Regions from separate parts of the Ovis aries genome. Here region 2 is linked to region 1. The links are chromatin contacts, called in public Hi-C maps. All regions are on one chromosome and are shown on one strand. The core of a region is the stretch at or near the end of the contact, and the rest is flanking DNA. Distances in the headings are between cores, read along the strand shown. Region 1 has its middle 41 kb from the start of HNRNPDL. Region 2 holds the start of SCD5 (stearoyl-CoA desaturase 5).

The links. A called contact is a pair of places that touch in the nucleus more often than the background predicts.
Region 2: a contact with region 1 is called in a Hi-C map of hypothalamus, with 4 times the contacts expected there. The contact joins the promoter of SCD5 here to the enhancer-like site in region 1. A contact is called at or near these places in 2 of 16 Hi-C or Micro-C datasets (hypothalamus and skin fibroblasts).

What each region holds. Positions count from the first base shown.
Region 1 is chr6:97,966,562-97,972,946 of ARS-UI_Ramb_v3.0, reverse strand. No RefSeq gene overlaps it. Among named protein-coding and RNA genes, the nearest start is that of HNRNPDL, 41 kb to the right of the region's middle. Within about 2 kb of position 4,031, at least 9 of the 54 cell types and tissues checked have an H3K27ac peak or open chromatin away from gene starts, as enhancers often do. A contact at or near this core is called in hypothalamus, where this site is marked.
Region 2 is chr6:98,341,977-98,348,875 of ARS-UI_Ramb_v3.0, reverse strand. It overlaps SCD5 (stearoyl-CoA desaturase 5), which reads left to right and starts at 4,003. Exons shown (of 5, transcript NM_001112815.1): 1 at 4,003-4,493. The coding sequence starts at 4,241.

The DNA of each region.
Region 1 (6,385 bases), core at 2,782-5,281:
ATCGAACATAAAAGGGTAAAAAAAGACATGCCGTGTACACAGTAACCAAAACAGGACTGCAGTGGCTATACTAAGGTCAGGTAAAGAGAGGTTCAGACAAAAACTGTTACAAGAGACAAAGATGTTTACTCCCTATAAGGAAGACCCAATCTAGCAAGAAGATTACAAACATATACAGACCTAAACCAGAGCACCAGAGCAAATGAAGCAAAAACAGACAATGAAAATAAGAAATGGTTCAACAATAACAGATGGAGAACTGAATACTGCACATTCCACAATGGAAAAAGCAACTAGAAGGCTCAATACTATACAGCAGTTAGACCCAGTGAACATCCACAGAGCACTCACTCCACCCAACAGTGGCAGAAAACAACATTCTTCAGGGCACAGAGAACGTTCTCCTGGATAGACCCCATGTTAGGCCACAAAACAAGTCTTGATGAATTTTAAAAGATCAAAACCATACCGAGTTCTCCAAGTACAATGGAATGAAATAAGACATCAGTAACAGAAGGAAATTTAGACAATTCACAACTGTGTGGAAATTCAACACCACACTCTTAAAGGATCAATAAGTCAAAGGAGAAATCACAAGGGAAACTAGAAAACACTTTGAGACAAATGAAAATGAAAACACAAGATAACCCAAACCTACAGGATACAGTGAAAGCAGTATGCAGAGGGAAATTCACAGCTATAAATGACTGCATTTAAAAAAAAAAAAGAAAGAAAGATCTCAAAGCAGTAACCTAACTATTCACTTTAAGGAACTAGAAAAAGAAGAGCAAACTAAACTCAATACAAGCAGAAGAAAGGAAATAATGAAGATTAGAGTGAAGATAAAACAGAGAATTAAAATACCCCAAAGTTTGTTCTTTGAAAAGATCCACAAAGTTGTTAAGTCTTTAGACCTCATATTCTCTCTTCAGCTTAAACTAATCTTACTTTAAAAGAAAAAAATTATTTATTTTTGCTGTGTGGGGCCTTCACTGCAGCACGTGGGCTTAGCTGCCCCTTGGCATGTGGGACCTTAGTTCCCCAACCTGGGATTGAACCTGCGTCCCCTGCATTGGGAGGCAGATTCTTAACCACTGGACCACCAGGGAAGTCCCTAAATTCATCTTATTTTTATTCCTACTACTCCCCTGAGACTGCATCTGCCTAATCCTAGCACCACTGCTGTTCTCAACTGACTTGCTGACCAGCACTTGACACGTCTGAGCACTCTCTTCTTCATTTGGCTCACAAGTCACTCCCTGACTTTCCTTCCTCCGTGCTCAATCCTTTTCCAGCTCCTTTTCTGACTTCTCCCCTTAGCTTGATCTGTAACGTTAGAGCCCAAGGGTTTGGTCTAGACTTTCTATCAACATTCTTCTTACATGTTATATTTTTAAAGGATAAATGACTTAGGTTTTGATAGCATCTTCAGAATGAACTCATTAATCTGATTTCCAGCCAAGGCAAGGCCCTCAGTTCTAGGCTTAATTTCAACTGCTTGCTGGTCATGTCTACACTGGCATTTCACACTTTACATGCTACAACTCCTCAAGCTAAAAAATAGAAAAGTTTTTCTTCCAAATCCAATCAATAAACAAGTGCTATCATTGATGCCTCTAAAACACACTCTCAATGTGTCCACTTCCATCTATTTCCACTTCTGCCATCCTAAGCCAAGCCACCACCATCCTTGACCTGTATTACTGCAATAATCTTGTCTTAGATCTAGCAAATTGTCTCTCAAGCACCATTTTATTCACAAACTGGAGACATTATAAACCTAAAAACATGTCCCAGACACCCTAATGTGTAGGAGCTCTAGGTTAGAATTAGATACTGTCCATTAAATGTACTAGCACAAAGTTAATAAAGAGAAGCAAGACTGAGAGGCAACCTTCCTATTGGTATTGCTGTTGGTAAGCAAGGTGGCAAATTACCAGTGTTTGGAAGAAGCTGTAACAGGCTAACTTGGTGTTCCAGTGTCTGGCCAGCCCTGAGCAGCAATGTCAGTGGTGGCAGGAGTCTCAAACTCTGGACTCAACTACTGTGGGTTTCCTTCCACCCTGTAATCCAGCAGTACCACCCGCCACTCCCCCTCCTCTAGTCCTTCCCACTGATTTCACAAATGTCTCGCTCTGTGTTTTAAATCCCTCTCTGAATAAAACACCTAAAGCGGCTTTTGCCTTGGCATTCAACTCTGATACATCTAATTGGTTTTCCTGCGTCCACTCTTGCCCACCTACGATCCATTCTCCATCCCACAGAGAATTCCCTTAAAAATGTAACTCAGGTCATGCCATCTCCCATTTAAAATTCTCTGGGAGCTTCCCACCACCTGCAGAAAACAACCCCACTCCTTATTGTAGTACCAAGGCCTGACGATTTAGCTCTACCCACTTCTCTGATGCCATCCAGCCACTGGCCTGCGCTCAATTTTTGAAATAAGCCAAGCTTTGCCCTAGATATTTACGACATGCTATTCCATCTTCATGGGATAGTCTTCCTTCCAGCTCCTTACTTGTCTAGTCTTTCATGTTCAGATTAGATGTTACCTTCTTATCATCCTCCTTATAAAGAGCCACTGTGCACTATTTTCTCTTCAGGGCACTTGCTCATGTCTTATAATTTTCTATCATGTATTGTTTATTGACTGATTCCTCCAAAAATGAACATACTGAGGCTTCCCTGGTGGTCCAGTGGTTAAGAATCTGCCTTGTAATGCAGGGGACACCGGTTCCATCCCTGATCAGGGAAGATCCCACATGACTCTGGACAGTAAAGCCCACAACTGCTGAGCCCAGGCACCTAGAGCCCAGGAGCTGTAACTAGTGAAGCCTGTGTAGCCTAGAGCCTGTTCTCCACAAGAGAAGCCACCGCAATGAGAAGCCTGCACACCTCAACTAGAGTAGCCGCTGCTTACCGAAACTAGAGAAAACCCTCTGCAAGCAACGAAGACCCAGAACAGCCAAACATCAATTAATTAAACTTTTTAAAAAATGGATGTACCCTGAAAGTAGGGATGGACTTTATCCCCTTACAGCACACTGCAGATGCTTAATAAATATTTGTATGAATAACTTGGGTAAAATCTGCAGAGTTAATTTTACTTCTGTTAGAGTGTCTCCAATGCTTTGGCAAAAACTACAAATTATTCTTCAACATGAGGTTGAAGATAACAGCAGTTTACCATTTGGGCACAGGTGGTAGAAATAACAAACTCTACTGGCACATACTACATTCAACTTTGTACTCCAAGGTTTGTGTGTTTGTTTGTTTTTTTTTACCCCAAACAAGTTCATTTTAACACTGCATCTAGAAAGAACAGTTATCCAAAATCACTGATTTTTTTTTTTTATGTAACTTAGGGAAAAAAGGAAGAGAAATATTAGTGGCTAGATTTCATTCAGTATTACTGCTGTTTTTTCCCAAACTACTCTGACTTCTGTAATATCATGTTATGAATTTAAGGATAAATACTGTCATGGCTTTAAGGATAAATGCACTTATTTTGGGAGAAGGAAATGGCAATCCACTCCAGTGCTCTTGCCTGGAGAATCCCGTGGACAGAGGAGCCAGGCAGGCTACAGTCCACAGGATCACAAGAGCCGGACACGACTTAGCAACTACACCAGACCATCATAGCTCAGTTGGTAAATCATTTTCCTGCAATGTAGGGGATCCAGGTTTGATTCCTGGGTCAGGAAGATCCCCTGGAGAAGGGAATGGCCACCCACTCCAGTATTTTTGCCTGGAGAATCCCATGGACAACGGAGCCTGGCGGGATAGTCCATGAGCTCTCAAGGAGTCGGACACGACTGTCTGACCAACACACACACACACTCATTTTCTCTCTTAACGCTACCTCCCCGTGCGCGCGCACACACACACACACACACACAAACACACACACCCCTGTTCTCTCTCTTAATGCTACCTCCTAGCGCCATCTGCTGTTTTCTCGGGAGGACGCACTTGCTAGTCCCCAGAGAAACAGCACCATCTGCTGGACAAAGGCTGCCGTTGCACCTGTCTTGGTGAAAAGTCACCAGTTAAGCTTAGCAACTCAAGCCAGCCTTGCAGAAGGCCAAACAGGAAGCCCTGCTACCCCAGAAGTGCTGATTAGAGAAGCCCTTTTGCGTGAGGCTTCTCTAAGAAACCAACTTTATCGACCCAAGATTGAAAACCAGTGCTCCTGTGGGAGGGAGCACAACTGGGCTTCGTGGCTCAGATAGTAAAGAATCTGTCAGCAAAGTGGGAGACCTGGATTTGATCCCTGGGTCAGGAAGATGCCCTGGAGAAAGGAACGGCTACCCACTCTAGTATTCTTGCCTGGAGAATTCCATGGACAGAGGAGCCTAGTGGGCTAGCGTACACGGGGTTGGATATGACTGAGCAACTAACACAAAACAGATCCGGATTAACAGGAATAAAAAGAGCCACAGCTTTAAGAGGCCTTTGTCCCCGATATCTCTGCAGGCAAAAGGGAAAGGGAAAGTCAGTCAGTTGTGTCCAACTTTTTGTGACCCCCATGGACTTCTCCCCATGGAATTCTCCAGGCCAGAATACGGGAGTGGGCAGCCTATCCCTTCTCCAGGGGATCTTCTCAACCCAGGAATCGAACCTGGGTCTCCTGCAACTGAGCTATCACGGAAGCAGGCAAAACGCTTAGCAAATTTAGTAACTTTGTCTCTTTCTGGAAATTCCAGAGGTGAGATTTTTCTCCTTTTCCTGTTACTAAGGATCATGATTTGACTCAGACTCAGCTTCTAGCTCACTCCCCACTCTCCAGGTATTTTTCTTCCTCAGAACCAGCCTATTTGATAAATCAAGTTCTTCTAAGATCCTTTTCCATCACATTAATTATGAATGCATTCCTTAGGACCTCAGAAAGATCCTACTCATCTTTTTTTTACTCCCTTCCTTCCCAGCCCACGCTGACAAACTGAATCTGATATTTCAGTTTTCTCTTAATTTTTTAATCTGTTTCTATCCTCAACTACTCACCATAAATTACCGTGTTTCTGGTACCCGTTTTAAAATTTTTTAACTGGAGGATAATTGCTTTACAATATTGTGCTGCTTTCTGCCATACAACAATGTGAATAAGGTATACACATGTCCCCTCCCCCCTGAAGTTCCTGCCCACCCCCTCATCCCGCCCCTCGAGGCTGTAACAGAGCACTGGGCTGGGCTCCCCGTGTTATGCAGCAGCTTCCCGCAAGCTGTCCATTTCACACGTGGCAGTATATATGTGTCAACGCTACTCCCTCAGTTCATCCCACCCTGCCCTGTCCCCCACCACGCCTACAAGTCTGTTCTCAATGTCTGCATCCCTATTCCTGACTTACAAATAGGTTCATCGGTACCATTTTTCTGGATTCCATGTATATGTGTTAATATGGTATCTAGTACCCTTTTTATTATGCATAGTAAATGCTTCTAGCCGCAGACTGAATGCTTGCGTTCCCCCTTCCAACCCCAAATTCTTATATTGAAGTTTAACCCCCAAGGTGATGCATTGGAGGCAGGACCTTAGAGAGGCCTTTGGAGCCAAGAACGGGATTAGTGTCCTCATAAATGAGGCCCAAGAAGCTCCTCCACCCCTTCTACATGCGGTGACAGCGACAAAGACAGCCAGCGGCGAGGGGACAGGCCTCTCCCCTCGTCTCTCATCTTCTCCTGCAAGAACACCAAAATCGCAACGAGCTGCTGAACCACCATCAACAGGAGGATGTTAGAACCCACCAAACAAAGATATTCCCCTGTCCAAGGACAAAGGAGAAGCTGCAACAAGCCAGTAGGAGGGGGCGCAATCAGGTTAAAATCAAACTCCATACCCGCTAGAGACTCTTGGAGGACACAAACAAAACCTTTTGCATACCAGGACCCAGAGGAAAGGAGTTGTGACCCTGTAAGAGACTGAGGCGGACCTGCCTATGAGTGTCCAGGAATCTCCTGTGGAGGTGTGGGTCAACAGTGGCCTGCTGCGGGGACAGGGGCGCTGGCAGCAGCCGTCCTGGGAGGCACAGTATGTTGGCGTAAGTCCTCTTGGAGGAGGTTGCCATTAGCCCTACCATGAAAGAAAAGTGAAAGTTGCTCAGTTGTGTCCCACTCTTTGCGACCCCATGGACTTCTCCAGGCCAGAATACTGGAGTGGTAGCCCTTCCCTTCTCCAGGTCGAACCCAGACCAGGGATCGAACCCAGGTCTTCCCCATTGCCGGTGGATTCTTTACCAGCTGAGCCACAAGGGAAGCCCGAGCTCTACCACTGAGGTATCATATGGCAGCTTGATACCAGGACTGGGCAGCCTCAGGCACAACTACATGGAGGGAGCACAGCCCCACCCATCAGCAGAAAACTGGATTAATGGTTTACTAAGCATGA
Region 2 (6,899 bases), core at 2,754-5,253, 380 kb before region 1:
TTGCCTCCAGTCTTAGCTCTCTCTACTTGCCGTCCAGTCATTCTCCACAGCTCCCCCAGAGTGGTCCTGCTGAAATGCAAGCTTGATCATATTATTACATTGCATAAAGCCAATCAGCGACTCCCCTCACCTACCACGTTGCTTGCTCTGCAGGGCACGAAAAACACCCTCCATGGGCCACCCACTGCATGACTTTTCATCTTCATCTCGCACTCCTCTTTCTCACACACCCCTAGTTTCACTTTGGATATTCCAGATACCTCTCTAGATGGCAAAGGCAAAAGCTTTTGCTCACACTGCTTTCTCTGCCAGTAATGCCCTCCACCATGTCTCTGTCTAGTAAACTAGTCATCCTTCAAAACTGTGCTGTCTAATATGTAGCCAGTAGCCACACGAGGCTACTCTGAATTAAGATATGCTATAAGTATGCTCACGCCCAGCTGCTAAGGCGTGTCTGACTCTTTCATGACCGTGTGGGCTGTATGGAATTTTTCCAGGCAAGAATACTGAAGTGGGTTGCCATTTCTCACAAAATGGAATATTATTTGGATTTTTTTTAAAGGAAGGAAATTCTGACACATGCTATAATATAGATGAAACTTGAAGACACTATGCTAAGTGATCTGAACCAGTCACAACAAGGCAAATACTGTATTATGAGATATCTAGAGGAGTCAAACTCAAAGAAAGAGAAAACACAATAGTGGCTGCCAGGGAGTAGGGAGACAGAGGAATGGAGAGTTGTTTGATGTGTATAGGGTTTCAGTTTTGCTAAGTGAAAAAGTTCTACAGATTAGTTACACACCATTGTGAATACATTTAACACTACTGAAGTGAACACTTGAAGACGGTTAAGATGGTAAATCTTATGTTCTGTGTACTTTACCACAGTGAAATTTTTTTTTAAATCAAGTTCCAAAAAAAGAAAACCACTCCCAGTTACCACAAACCTCCTCCTCTCTAGTGTGAACTAACTACTCCTTCATCATGCCCCCACTTTATCCTGCACATACCACATTTTTGGTAATGATTTGTTCGACAGAATAGAAAGGTTACTGTTCCGTGAATGAGATGATCACACATCCGCTTCTAGGGTCTTGACCAGAAGCTATGAAAACATACTAGGGTCTTTGGCAAGATGGAGAAAAGAGACAGTAGTCCTGATGGTGTAACATACTACAGGGGATGTTCATTATTAGCAATAGGATAACACCTTGTTTCTGTAGAGGTTTCACTCTGAGGCTAGACCTGGAGGGGCTGTTTTCTGTCACCCCTCTTTTGTAAGTATTATCTGAAGGGCATGAAGAGCACTTCCTCCCATCTCCAAAACATAAAAACATCCCCCTCCCTATCCTGAGTTCAACCAGCTGAAGTGGTTGGCAGTACCCAGTCTGACCTGTGGGCAGGACGACAGGAAGATGCTCACTTAAGCCAGATTCAAGCTAGAGTAGTTTAACTAACAGATAAGGGTCTCTGAGGCCACATGAGGAATGATTTGGCCACCCCTCACCCAGACTCTTTGTAGGTATTGGATTGGGCAAAAAGTTCATTCAGGGTTTTCCAGAAAGTCTTATAAAAACCCGAATGAAGTTTTTGGCCAACCCAAATCCACGCGATGCCTGAAACTTTTTTTTTTTCAGATAATGGACTGGACCTTGCTGCCCTTCCCAGTTCATAGCCAAGAGGTAACATTTGTTTAATCTGTCTTCTCTCCTAAATGGAGAGTTCCTTTAGGGCAGGGACCACATCTTATCCATCCTCATATCCTCAGCATCCATCCGTTCTAGCACCTAGCAGGTACCTAATACATGCCCAACCAATGACTGACTGGTTAGAGTGATGGTGGGGTGAGTCATCATGATAACCCAGGGAGAGGCTTTTGACAGAGCAACTAGTCCACCCTGAGATAAAGGACAGGCTGAATAGAGAGCCACAGGGAGTATGTGGGTCTGGGGTTTGCGGGGAGCAGAGGGAACGTGAGAAGTGGTTCAGTATGAAACCAAAGTTGAGCAGGTTGATGAAACTGACACCCTCAAGTTTCAGGTTCTTTTGTCTCACGGGTCTATTCTTGCCTGGAGGATCCCATGCACAGAAGAGCCTGGTGGGTCGCCAAGAATCAGACGCGACTGAGGCAGCTTAGCACGCACACAGACGTTTCGTGTTCTGCTGTCTCACTGGTCTAACAACAGTGCTGACATTTATCTGATGGCCTGGCAAGCATCCTTTCATTCTATAATTTCAGCTTTGTCTGAAGCAACACCCTAACACTCACTCAGTGGCCCCCATTCCACAAGTCACATATCTTGGGTCAGTTTTAAATTATACATTATTTTCTTCTGGCTGATTGGACTGATTCAGGTCTGCTAACAACAAGACACTCATGTGTGGCCCTTTCAAGTAATCAATTCTGGGTAATTGTTTTTTCTGTCTCAGACAATTCGAGAGGGCTTCCCAGGTGGTGGTAATGGTTCTGCCTGCCAATGCAGGGGATGCAAGAGACACAGGTTTGATCCCTGGGTCGGGAAGGTCCCCTAGAGAAGGAAATGGCAACCCACTCCAGTATTCTTGCCTGGGGAATCCCATGGACAGAGGAACCTGGGGGGCTACAGTCCGTGGGGTCACCAAGAGTCGGACATGACTGAGTGCGCAGCATGTTCCACAGAATGCTGCAAAGAATTACTAACAATGGCTGATCCCTAAGTCAGCTTTGTCAGCATAATAGTGTCCTTTCAAACTCACATTTGTAGAATTCGCCAGCTGGAAAGAAGAGCAAAGATTAGATGGTTAGATAGCATCATTGACTCAATGGACATGAATTTGAGTAAACTCCAGCAGATAATGGAGGACAGATGAGCCTGGTGTCCATGGGGTCGAAAAAAGAGTGGGACATGACGGAGCAACTGAACAACAACAAGGAAATTCGTCCCTAGGGGACAGAGTTGGGTCACAGTGAGTAAGAATTAGCATTCAGGGCCCCTGGCTTCCATACCTGGGCCTGTCTCCTTCTGCTCACTGCAGGTGCAGCCACGGCTGTTCTGGGCACAGCCAGCTGCCCCTTCTCTGCACTCCTGTGCCATCAGGGTGCTCTCCGAGGAGCTCTAAATTATCTGCCTTAGGGGGAATGAGCAGACAAGATTTTTTTCTTAGGTTCATTTGCCTTGGAACGTTCTGCGTGATTTTTTTTTTTTTTTTTCCTAAAGCCCCATTCTCAACGGGGGCTGACTTCAAGGCTAAGACAGTCCAGAAGCCGACTGGCTAGAGGAGAATTTGCCACGAACAGCTGCGAGGCTGAGGCGCTGCGCAAGTGGGCCGGGCCCGACTGGACACTAATCGGCCCCTTGATCATTTATCATCTGACAGGCGCTGTCTGAGCACCTACTGTGTGCCTGGCTGCAGTTGTTCAAATAAGAACTGAGCGAGCGGCTGCCTCCATCCCCTCCACACAGGCCCCAGAGCCATAGGAGCCGGGAGACACAGGAACTTCTGATCGTCATCCCAGATCTGGCCTTAACTTGCGCTGCGATTTGGGAACAAGATTGCAAATTCTCCAGCCTGTAGCTTCAAAGATGGGGGGGAAAAAGAAGTCTTTTTCAATAGGGAAAGGTATTTCGGGGAACTGGAGAAACCACCTCAGCAGCGCACAAGTGGTGTGGAGGCTCTGCGGGCTCCCTGACCTTGCAGCCACAGCCCCCTCGACCCACTCCCCCGCACCCCGCCCCCGGCGGAGGCTGCCCACTGCCCTGCGGACTGCCCCGTCCGGCCCCGGGGAGCCCGGGCAGCCGAGGCCAAGGGGGCTCCTTTCTCTTTAAGAGCCGCAAGGGCGACCCTGATTGGCTGTAGCTATGCAGGTCTTTCTTCCCCGCTCCCTCCGAGCAGTCCCTCCCCCGCCGCGCTCTCGGCTCTTTCCACACCCCCTCCCCTCCCCCCGGCGCCCCCTCCCTCCCCGCGCGCTCGCCCCCTCTTCTCGCCGCCGCCGAGTTCTTCTCCGGCAGCCGAGCGGGTGATGCGCCAGCAACAGATGCCGGGCACCAAGATTGGCATCCTTAGGCCACGCTGAACGCCTGAAGAAGCGAGAAGGAAGCAGAGAAGGGCCGGGAAGGCGGGGACAGGAGGTGCCGGAGATCCCCCCCACCCAATCCCCTCAAAAGAAGGCAGAAGCCGCCGCCCCCACCGGAGAGCTCCGCGCCCCGGAGATCGCCGGCTCGCTGCCACTGCCGCGGGCGCCCAGGTCTCCCCAGCCATGCCAGGCCCGGCCGTGGACGCGGAGAAGGTCCCCTTCCGCAGCGCCAAGGAGGAGATCCGTGCGGGGGTCGGGGTCGAGGGCTCGGAGGGCGGCGGCGGCGGCGGCGGCGGCGGCCGGGAGAGGCCCGGCGCGCGCGGGCACCGGCAGGACATCGTCTGGAGGAACGTGTTCCTGATGAGCCTGCTCCACTTGGCGGCCGTGTACTCCCTGGTGCTCATCCCCAAAGCCCAGCCGCTCACTCTGCTCTGGGGTGAGTAGTCCTGCCCGCGCCCCCCTGCGCCCCCGGGCACTGAGGCGCGGTGAGGCCGGCGGCGCCGGGGCGCGCGAGATCGCGGGTCGCCTCTGGCTGCGGGCCGTGTGGAGCCCCCGCGGCTCTCGGTTCGCCTTCTCTCCTGCTCCCCCCCGCTCCTCCCCGCCGCCCCCCGCTCCCAGGCCTGTAGTTGTCCGGCCTTTGGGACGGGAAGGTATTTCTATCCAGATATTTTCAACTTCTGCCCCCTCCGCTGTCTCCTTGAGTAGGCTCCTTTGGCGACCCCTGGATGGAGAGCGAGAGGGACTCGGGGTCCTGCGGCGCAGAGGCGCGCGAAGGGGGATGCCAAGCCCGGGCTCCAGGGCGGGGAGACCAACGTGGTGACTGTGTAGCCCCTGCGCGTCCCAGGGGCGCTCCTATCGGCCGCCTTTCAGCGTCTCAGTCTCCTCCGTGGGCCACGGACCTAGAGGCCGAGTGAAGGGCTAGAAAGGGAGATGTAGCGGGGGTTGGAGAGACCACAGGCGTAGGTTCAGCGCTGATTTTCGCGCAGGAGATGGAAGAAGCCAGTTCACTTCCTGCGCCTGTAAGGCCCCTGTCCCTGCCCTCTCCGGGATCTCTTGTGCCCAGTTGCAGTTTTCCGGTCCCAGAAGTTTCTCGGCGAGCTCTGGCCCAGCACAAAGCTCCGAGGTGGCTGTGCAGACCCTTCCAGGCCTGTCCCCTTACGACCAGGTGCCAGTCGGTCACCTGTAGCGCTCCCTCGCGCCACCCACTTTCCTAGCACCCCCACCCCTCCCAGCATGGGAGGGAACCCCAGAGCCCACTGCCCCTCTAACCCCTCCCCAGCTCCTGGGGCCGGGGGATGGGGGCTTCAGAGCCTGCCCTGCGTGACTCCAGTGGCTGACTCAGAACCGCTTCCAAACCCCCTTCCCTAGTAACCGGTTTTGGCCTCAGTCACTATAGTGGCCACCTTAGCCGGGACAAAAAGGCTCGAGGGCTTTGGTATCCTGGGTTGAGAATCTGGTGAAGTAATTCGAAAAGCCCTTTCAGGTCTCCTGAAAGGAACAGGGGAGCAGGAGAAACATAACCTTCTATTTCCAGAGGGGAAGAGGAAGGAAGAAAATATGAAGACCTCTTTCCGCAAAGCTTCCGACTTGGCATAGTGCCAGCTCCAAGTGCCTGGGTGCAGAATGGGGCCAGTCGGTTTTAAGCTTTCCCTTGAAACTCTGTAGTCTGTGCTCTTGCAAGCAGACCCTTCCAGAAGATGGGTGGGTGCCTCTTGGGGAGGGTGTGTGGCTGAGCAGGGTTGAGGAATGTTGGGAGGGGCAGGGGTCTTTGGGAATCTGTGAAGCCTTCGAAAGTCCCCTGAAAGCTTTGAGTAACCTCTCCAAAAGTCAATACACTTCCTCAATTCAGTGTCCTTTTCTCCATCTTTTTTGTTATGTATTGGTTTCATTCTCCTATCTTCCTTCTTCCTTTACCTCTAGATGATTAGATTGTAAGATGCTCAGCCATTGCTTCCTAGACACACTTCCTCCACCAGCCAACCAAAGCTCTTATTGCCCTGTATCCCCTAGAGCGGCTCCCTCTGCACCCCTCCTCTCCCCGTCCCTCCCCCACCAGGGGCAGGACTGTGCCTTTGGACTTCAGAGCCCTCCTGGCACCAGGAGATTAGGGCTTAGTCTTAATAGCTGCAGTGTCAAAGAGAGCTCAGGGAGAAGTGAGCACTTAAAATATTGTCTTACATGCCCGGAGCTCCACAGGCCCACAGACTCCACCATTACAGCCACCCACCCCCTGGTTTTGGCCTTCCCCCAGGAGCCACAAGGACAAGGCCTCCTCTCCAGGTTTGCCAAGTCACCTCTGCCCTTTCCCGGCCACTCATGGTGGTGGAGGCAGAATCTTTGTTCTGAAAGACCTTGGCCCGAAGATGGCATCCTGGCCCCAGACTCCTCCGGCTCCCTGGAGAAGTCAACACACTGCAGGAGTCTGGGATCCACCTTATGGGTGATGCTGCCAGGCCCATCCTTCTGCCTCCCTGCAGAGTCTTCTGCTTTCAGTTCCATTCCCTGAATTTTGATTCTGTCCCCACCTGGGCTTAATTGCCCTTCCCACCCCTGCTCCCTCCCCTCTGCCCCCCAAAAAGAACAGACAATGGTGGATGTTGTAGCTTCAAGATCCAAACTTGTGACTTAGAAACATTCCAAATAAGTGAATGTTATCTGATGGATATCTTGTGAGAGAAGAAGTGAGGGAGAGAGACAGCCAAGATCAGTGTGCTGATGGTTAAAGGTCTCCTGGAGGACTGTTGATCAGGATTATTTTTGTTGAAAACCCTTGTGCCTTGAGCTACAGATTTCTCCCCACTGGATGCCTTTTCCATCCTCACTCCCACTGGCTCTGTCTAGT